Linked DNA regions of Macaca mulatta: region 1 is linked to region 2. A link is a contact called in public Hi-C data. All regions are on one chromosome and are shown on one strand. Each heading gives the region's core, a stretch centred on a gene start, on an enhancer-like site or on the middle of the called end of the contact. The rest is flanking DNA. Distances are from core to core; before and after follow the strand shown. Region 1 holds the start of SPAG9 (sperm associated antigen 9). Region 2 holds the start of NME1 (NME/NM23 nucleoside diphosphate kinase 1).

What was found. Hi-C and Micro-C count contacts between places; a contact is called where the count stands out from the background.
Region 1: a contact with region 2 is called in a Hi-C map of liver, with 4 times the contacts expected there. The contact joins the promoter of SPAG9 here to the promoter of NME1 in region 2. A contact is called at or near these places in 3 of 14 Hi-C or Micro-C datasets (fetal cortex germinal zone, fetal cortical plate and liver).

The regions. Positions count from the first base shown.
Region 1 is chr16:58,885,053-58,889,054 of T2T-MMU8v2.0, forward strand. It overlaps SPAG9 (sperm associated antigen 9), which reads left to right and starts at 2,637. Exons shown (of 29, transcript XM_077971075.1): 1 at 2,637-3,155. The coding sequence starts at 2,853.
Region 2 is chr16:58,852,061-58,856,058 of T2T-MMU8v2.0, forward strand. It overlaps NME1 (NME/NM23 nucleoside diphosphate kinase 1), which reads right to left and starts at 1,428. Exons shown (of 5, transcript NM_001204515.1): 1 at 1,379-1,428. It overlaps LOC144335584 (a long non-coding RNA gene), which reads right to left. Exons shown (of 3, transcript XR_013406509.1): 3 at 1,662-1,787.

The DNA.
Region 1 (4,002 bases), core at 1,387-3,886, 34 kb after region 2:
TAATTTTCTATTTTTGGTAGAGACAGAGTTTCTCCATGTTGGTCAGGCTGGTCTTGAATATCCGACCTCCGATCTCAGGTGATTGGCCCGCCTTGGCCTCCCAAAGTGCTGGGATTACAGGTATGAGCCACTGTGTCCTGCCAAAAAAAATTTTTTTTTTTCCAGAGATGAAGGTCTCACTATGTTGCCCAGGCTGATCTCCAACTCATGGCACAAGCCATCCTCTTGCCTTGAACCTCCCAAAGTGCTGAGATTACAGGCACGAGCCACCACGCCCACTCCCCTCCCCTCCAACGACTTTCTTTTTATTGCCAAATAATAGCCCATTGTATATATATGTCACATTTTATCCATTCATCAGTTGATGGTTATTTAGCTGAATTTTAACTAAATGTTATCTCATAACTGGCAGAAGCTTATAATCAAGACATAAGTGTATATCTTTCTATGTTGAATTTATACCTAAAGAAGTATACTTATTAGGAATGACAAAATCTCTTACTTGAAAAATCGATACTTTTTTCTTTTCTTTTCAAAAATGTTTTTTGAGATGGAGTCTCACTCTGTCGCCCAGGCTGGAGTGCAATGGCATGATCTCAGCTCATTGCAACCTCCGCCTTCCGGGTTAAAGCAATTATCCTGCTTCAACCTCCTGAGTAGCTGGGATTACAGGCACGCGCCACCATGCCCGGCTAATTTTTCTATTTTTTAGTAGAAATGGGGTTTCACCATGTTGTTCAGGGTGGTCTTGAACTCCTGACCTCGTGATCCGTCCACCTCGGCCTCCCAAAGTGCTGGGATTACAGGCATAAACCATCACGCCCGGCCGATACTTTTTTCTTTAAATTTTCTGATGCGTATGGTAATACTGTGGAAAGAAAAAGTAAAGCCTGCCCGTATGTTTTTCGGCTCTTCCTGATCCCCCAGGAAAAGAGAGGCATGTATGTAGGTAGATCAGGTGAGTGATAGCCCTCAGGAAGAGAAAATAAAAGGATTCACATCAAGACTTTTTTTGGTTTTCAAGTATGAAAGGTTAAGAAGAGAAAGGGCATTTGGGGCTCACAGCCAACCAGCTGGTCGGCATTCCTACTACCCAAACATCTAAATGACATAAGGGTGAATGTGAGGTGAGGGTGAGAATGGAGAAAACACAGGAAGCAAATTCAGTCCCATCCGGCACTTTAGACTTAGTATTTTCATCCTTGTCCTTCCAAATTTATAGGTTTGTTCTTGCCCAACCTTCATATTGTTTTTGTGGGTCTCCAGGTGGGTCATGCGTAGGAAACTTTAGGGAACTACTTCATACTTGGTGGGAAGTACTTGAACTTGTAAACCCCAAGCTAAGGGTAGTTATGATCCCGGTGGGTGGCCAGTTCTCCCCCTAAATCTGTTTATCCTGCCTTTCCTCCCCCTTTTCTTAAACGAGTCGGGACGGAGAAATGAGTCACCTAAGGCGGGGAGAAGGGACTTTTGAGAGTGTCTTCCGTCCCATTTGCGGACGTCAGGTGAGCACACCGGGAAGCGATCTTGACTCAGCCCGCTCTGGCGTGGGCGTTGTGCCATTCCCCACACGTGACGCTCTGCCAGGCGGCAGAAGTCTCACTTGTCATGGGACTTATTCACTCCAGTGACTCCACCCCTTTCCTCCTCTGCTCCCCAACCTCCCACTTACCCTTTCCGCCCCACTTCGAGACTTGAGGAAAGGAGGGTGGCTGGAGCCTGGAAATGTCCCCGTCCCAAGTTGGCCAGAAGTAGCAGACACACTATTTGGGAAAGTGCAACATGTAACTTTTCAGTTTCACCCTTCTCCAGAATGCTATCACCCTTCCTGTTTATTTTTTAATAACTTGAGATATAATTCACACGCCATATGATTCACTCGCTTAACGTGTAAAGTTGAATGTCTTTTAGCATATTTAGAGTTATGTATACATCACTATAATCAATTTTTAGAACACTTTCATTATCCCAAAAGGAAATCCCATACCTATTAGCAGTAACTCCAATTTCCCCTCATCTCACCCTTGCTCTTCCATAGCACAAAACAGCCCTATTCTAGTCGAGACCACCTTTCCACTTAGGTAGACCCTGGTTATGGTTTTTTCCCCTCCCTTTCTGTTTCCCATTTTTTTCGGAGCCCGGAATTCTCAATCTGGAGAACTGGTTTGAGTCCCGGCTCAGCTCGTTTCCCGTTCCAGGGGCGTGACCTTGAGAGCACCGCCACTTTTCCGGGCCTAGTTTCTTTGTCTGTGAAACGAGGTCCAAACATCTGCCGCTTTACGCCCGTTGTGGGGATGAAGTGAGAAGGTGCTTTGTGAGCTTTAAAAATCCATAGAAATGCCAGCTACGTTAACTCGTCACTCTTCCCGAACCCCTCCCTTTCCCCTGGGACCCGCCCCGCGAATCCCGCCGTGATGGACACTTTTCCCACCCTCCGACCGCAGTCTTTCCCATTGGCGCCCGCATCATCCTCGCGGCGCCGGGTGTTGACGCCACGGCTTCCTCCGCCGGCGCCCGAAGACGCATGGCCCCGCCCCCGGCCGCGCCTGGCCTCCCGCGGCGCCCCGCCCATCGGGCCGACGCGTCGCCAGCCCCGCCCCGCGGATGACGTGTGGCGCGCGCGGCCCGGCCGCCCCGGCAGTTGGTGCAGCGGCGGTTGGGGTGAGAGCGCACACGCCACCCCTCCCCTCCTCCGGCCCCGACCCCCACCCCGCCGGGCCCAGCCCCAGCCCCGGCCCGGGCTCCAGCCCTAGTCCCCGTCCCAGCCCAAGCCGGGCCAGTCCCGTGCGGGCCGGTGCCGCCCCTCAGCCGGCGACGCCCCGGGCCGCCCGCCCGCCCGCCCGCTTGCCACCATGGAGCTGGAGGACGGTGTGGTGTATCAGGAGGAACCCGGCGGCTCCGGGGCCGTGATGTCGGAGCGGGTGTCCGGCCTGGCCGGCTCCATCTACCGCGAGTTCGAGCGGCTCATCGGGCGTTACGACGAGGAGGTGGTCAAGGAGCTGATGCCGCTGGTGGTGGCTGTACTGGAGAACCTGGACTCGGTGTTCGCGCAGGACCAGGAGCACCAGGTGGAGCTGGAGCTGCTGCGGGACGACAACGAGCAGCTCATCACCCAGTACGAGCGGGAGAAGGCGCTGCGCAAGCACGCCGAGGAGGTGAGGCCGGCGGCAGGGCGGGGGCCGCGGGATCCGTCCCCGGGGGCGGTCGGGGCGGGGGTCGCGGCCCGGTCGGGGACTAGAGGCGCGACGGGCCTCCTGGAGAGCTGGCCTGAGGCCGATGCCCCCCCGGGACCGAGCCCGGCGGCCTCCAGGTACCCCGGGACCCAGGCCGGCGTTGGAAGCCGAGGCCGGCTACTGAGTGTCCTGGGAAGGGAGCGAGATGGAGGAGGCAGGGCCCGGGGAGGAAGCGACAGCCTGGCCTGAGGACACATGGGGTTAGCCAAGGGCGGAGATTGTTGGGTGTCTGGTTGCTTCTTGTTGTTGAGGGAAGTTTCCGACCACCGTGGGATAGTCAGATGGCGGTTCAAAGTTTTACCCCTGGGGAGGGGGACACTTCTGTCCTGGATATGTAACTTCCGCTAGTTCCAGTACCTTTCCAGGGGGTTGCCTTGCTTTGGGAAGTTAGAGATCTCCCTCTTTCGGTCAGTTTCTTCTTGGCGTTTTAATCTTGTTGAGAAAGAGGTCTTATTTTATATTCTATGTGCCTTGGTTGACACTTTGTCAACTTTTAGATGTTGTGTGGCAGTATTCAATGAATAGATAAACAATTTCATGGGTATCCCAAACCAGAGCATTCCACAGTATCAGGAGGTAACCTTGGACAGTTCCCTTCAGAAACCCTCCATTTATTTATAAAAAGGATTGGGGGGCGGGGTTGGGAAGATGTAGGTGACAGTTGACAACACTTTTTCCGTCTGAGTTTCCTTCTCAGACTGCTGTTTATACGTGCATTTAGTCGCCTGTTAACTCTAGCACCTGAGCAGTGACCTGGGCGCCCTCACCT
Region 2 (3,998 bases), core at 178-2,677:
GGCCAGGCTGGTCTCCAACTCCTGACCTCAAGTAATCCACCGGCCTCAGCCCCCCAAAGTGCTGGGACTACAGGCATGAGCCCCGTGCCTGGCCACCATTTGATGTAATAAGCTTCTTTTAAGCATCTACTGTGTACCAAACACTGTGGTGGAACTAGGATACAGGAGGTAAAAACTATCTTTCTCAGTAATCAAGCTTGGGAGAAACTACACTGATACAAAGTTTTACTAATGTGAAAGTGATGTCTGGCACAAAGCAGTAAGAAATAATAGTTTGACTTAATGTCACATCCATAGCATTAGGGGTTTTAGAGAATATATCTTTACAACCCCCTTCGTTTTACAAATGAGGAAACAGGACCAGAGCACCAGAATGAAGGCCAAAACCCAGCATTCCCAACCCATTAATCCATTCTTGTAATGTATGCTACACTTTACAATGCAAAGAATATTTTGACTAGCCAATAAACGGTGGGGTGTGGGAGAGCTACAGACATTAGGAATACCTGATACGGGACATCATACTGAAAGGAAGCCTAGAGAGTACCTATTCTGTCCAGATCCCTCATTTTACAGAATACTGGCTCATGACGTACCCTGTATCACATCTTGAGATGGGAGGCCCCTCGCCTTGAAAGACAATCTCTGATGTACACAGCAGCTCCACCTATTGGCCCCACCTTCCTGTCCTTTAGTTAACCTCTTCTTACAGCATCTTAGCACCGTAGCCCAATTTTCTGTTTGTGTGTCTGCCTCCCCACCGGTCTCTGGCCTGCATACCAGGCTGATTTACTCCTGTGTAGGTCTATGGTACCTAGCCACAGGGCCTAGCAGTCAATAAGAGCAAAGAAAATCATTTATCATCACTCTGCAACTTCCAAAAAAAAAAGAGACAAAGCCCAAAGACTGCGGAGAATCGCCCGATGGGGTGCGGGGCAAGAATATTGTCCAGGAGAAAACAGGACTAAAGTGCCAGAAATAGATCCTAAAAATGTCCCTCCACATCGATCCCGGTGACACAACAGTAAGCACTCAGTCCTTGCTGAATGAATGACACACACGCCCGTCATTTATTCAGCAAGGCCTTATAGAACGCCAACTCCGTTCCCGGCACTGCTCTCGACAGAGGCAAATAAGGCACAGCCCTGTCGTCGCGGCCTGACGAGAAAGGCGGCCACCGACAAAGGAGAGTCCATGTGGCATGGGATGTGCGCCGACCGGTCTGCACTTGTCCACAGGCGCTCCCTGCCCCTCCTCCCATCCGATCCTCCTCGCCGCCTCTTAGAGCTGAACTGACCTCTTCACTAACTCCTCACCTAACTCTCTCCGGCGACTACACTCCTTTCCTTTCCCTCTCAGGATCCCGAACACCTCTTACCCTTCCAGCTGCTTAGGCTTGAACTCCGGCTGCAGCCGCCGGAACCCGAAACGCGCCGGGGACCCACGTGGTTCGCAGCACTCGCACGCACGGAACGCTTCGGCGCAGATCCGCTGCCGGAGAGCCCATTTTGCAGAACACCGCTCGCCCACGCTTCCTCTTGGGAGTAGGCAGTCATTCTAGGGAACAACTTTCTACTGTTTAACTTCCGGCGCTAGCTTTTTCAGACCTTTCCGGTTAGCTGCTTGCTTTTTTCCCTCCACCCCCGGGTTCTCTGACTCACTTCCTTTGTTCGCGAGCAAATTGGCTTCCCGAGAGGTGGCGCTCACACTTTGCATGACGTCCAAAAAGCGCCTGACCTAGAAGTAAACTTTTCGCTCCCGCTTTGTGTTTATTCACCTTTTCTAACCTGTCAAGCAAAAGATTTTATTGAATACCTACTATGTGGACGCATTATTCTAGGCCCTAGGGATACAACAGTATGCTTTCTTGGAGCTTCTGGGAGGGACAGGAGTATAGGAAAACAAGAAACAGATAAGCAAATTAATATGTAATAGATCTCATTATGTAAGTGCTGTGAAGAAAAGGCCAGAGAAATCTCTGAGGAAGTGATAATAGAATGGACCTGCATGAAGTGAGCGAGCCAGCCCAGTGATTCCCTGAGAGCCAAGTATTACAGTGGATATCGAGTGGTAGAAAATGCCGTTAGAATAGAGCCAAATCTTACGCTGTGAGATGCCAATACGGATTTTGCACAAGGCATCACATCATCACTGACATACTTTTTCAAAAAAACATTCCCACTGCTCTCAGGGGAGAGGTACAAAAATGGAATCAGGAGCCTTTTCAACAAATGATGCTGGGTAAATTGGACAAATATAGACCCAAAGAACCTCAACCTAAACCTCACACCTTATACAAAATTCACTCAAAATGAACCATAGATTTAAACATAAAACAATAAATCACTGATGGGGAAAAAAAAAGAGTTAAAAAAAATTCTCAGGACCTAGGGCCAGGCAAATAGTTTTTAGACGACACCAAAAGACCAATCTATAAAAGGAAAAAGTTGATAAATTGGAACGTACTGAAATTTAAAACTTTTTTGGCCTAGCACGGTGGCTCACGCCCATAATCCCAGCACATTGGGAAGCGGCGGCGGGAGGATCACTTGAGCTCAGGAATTCGAGACCAGCCTGGGCAACATGGTGAAACCTCGTCTCTACTAAAAACACAAAAATTAGCAGGGCGTGGTTGCAGGCGCCTGTAGTCCCAGCTACTCGGGAGGCTGAGGCAGGAGAATCGCTTGAACCCGGGAGGCAGAGGTTGCAGTGAGTCGAGATTGCGCCAGGGCACTCCAGCCTGGGTGACAGAGCGAGACTCGGTCTCTAAAAAATAAATAAAATAAAATAAAATAAGTAAAATTTCATTATTCTCCTGTTTTGTTTTGTTTTGTTTTTTTTCTTTTTGAGACCGAGTCTCGCTCTGTCGCCCAGGCTGGAGCGCAGTAGCACGATGTCGGTTCAGTGCAAACTCCGCCATCCGGGTTCAAGCGATTCTGGTGACTCAGTAGCTGGGACTACAGGTGCCTGCCACCACGCCCAGCTTTTTTTTTTTTTTTTTTTTTTTTTTTTTTTAAGACGGAGACTCGCCCTGTCGCCCAGGCTGGAGTGCAGTGGTGCGATCTCAGCTCACTGCAACCTCCGCCCCCCGGGTTCAAGCGAATCTGCTGCCCCAGACTCCCTAGCAGCTGGGATTACAGGCGCCCACCACCACACCCGGCTAATTTTTGTATTTTTAGTAGAGACGGGGTTTCACCATGTTGGCCGGGTTGGTCTCAAACTCTTGACCTCGTGATCCGCCCACCTCGGCCTCCCAAAGTGCTGAGATTACAGGCATGAGGCCCCACACCCTGCCCTAATTTTTGTATTTTTAGTAGAGACAGGGTTTCGCTATGTCGGCCAGGCTGGTCTCGATCTCGTGACCTCAAGCGATCCATCTGCCTCAGCCTCCCAAAGTGCAGGGATTACAAGCATGAGCCACCGTGCTCGGCCTTTTATTTATTTATTTATTTATTTATTTATTTATTTATTTATTATTTATTGAGACGCAGTCTTGCTCTGTGGCCCACGCTGGATTGCCTTGGCAGATCTCAGCTCACTGCAACCTCTGCCTCCCGGGTTCAAGCCATTCTCCTGCCTCAGGCATGCACCACCACACCCGGCTAATTTTTGTATTTTTAGTAGAGACGGGGTTTCACCATGTTGGCCAGGCTGGTCTCAAACTCCTGACCTCAGGTGATCCATCCACCTAGGCCTCGCAGAGTGCTGGGATTACAGGTGGGAGTCACTGTGCCCTGCAGAAAAGAAATTTAAAACCTTTGCCCTGTGAAAGACCTTTTGAAGAGGACAAAACAACAAGCTAGAGTGGAAGAAAATATTTCCAAACCACATATCAGATAAAGGCCTTCTCTTCATTTGATGATTTGAATATTTGAAGAACTCTGAACACTCAACAGGTTAAAAAAATCCAATTAGGAAATAGGAAAAAGACATGAATAGACATTTCATTGAACAGGATATACAGAGGCAAGAAAGCACATGAAAAGATGTTCAACATC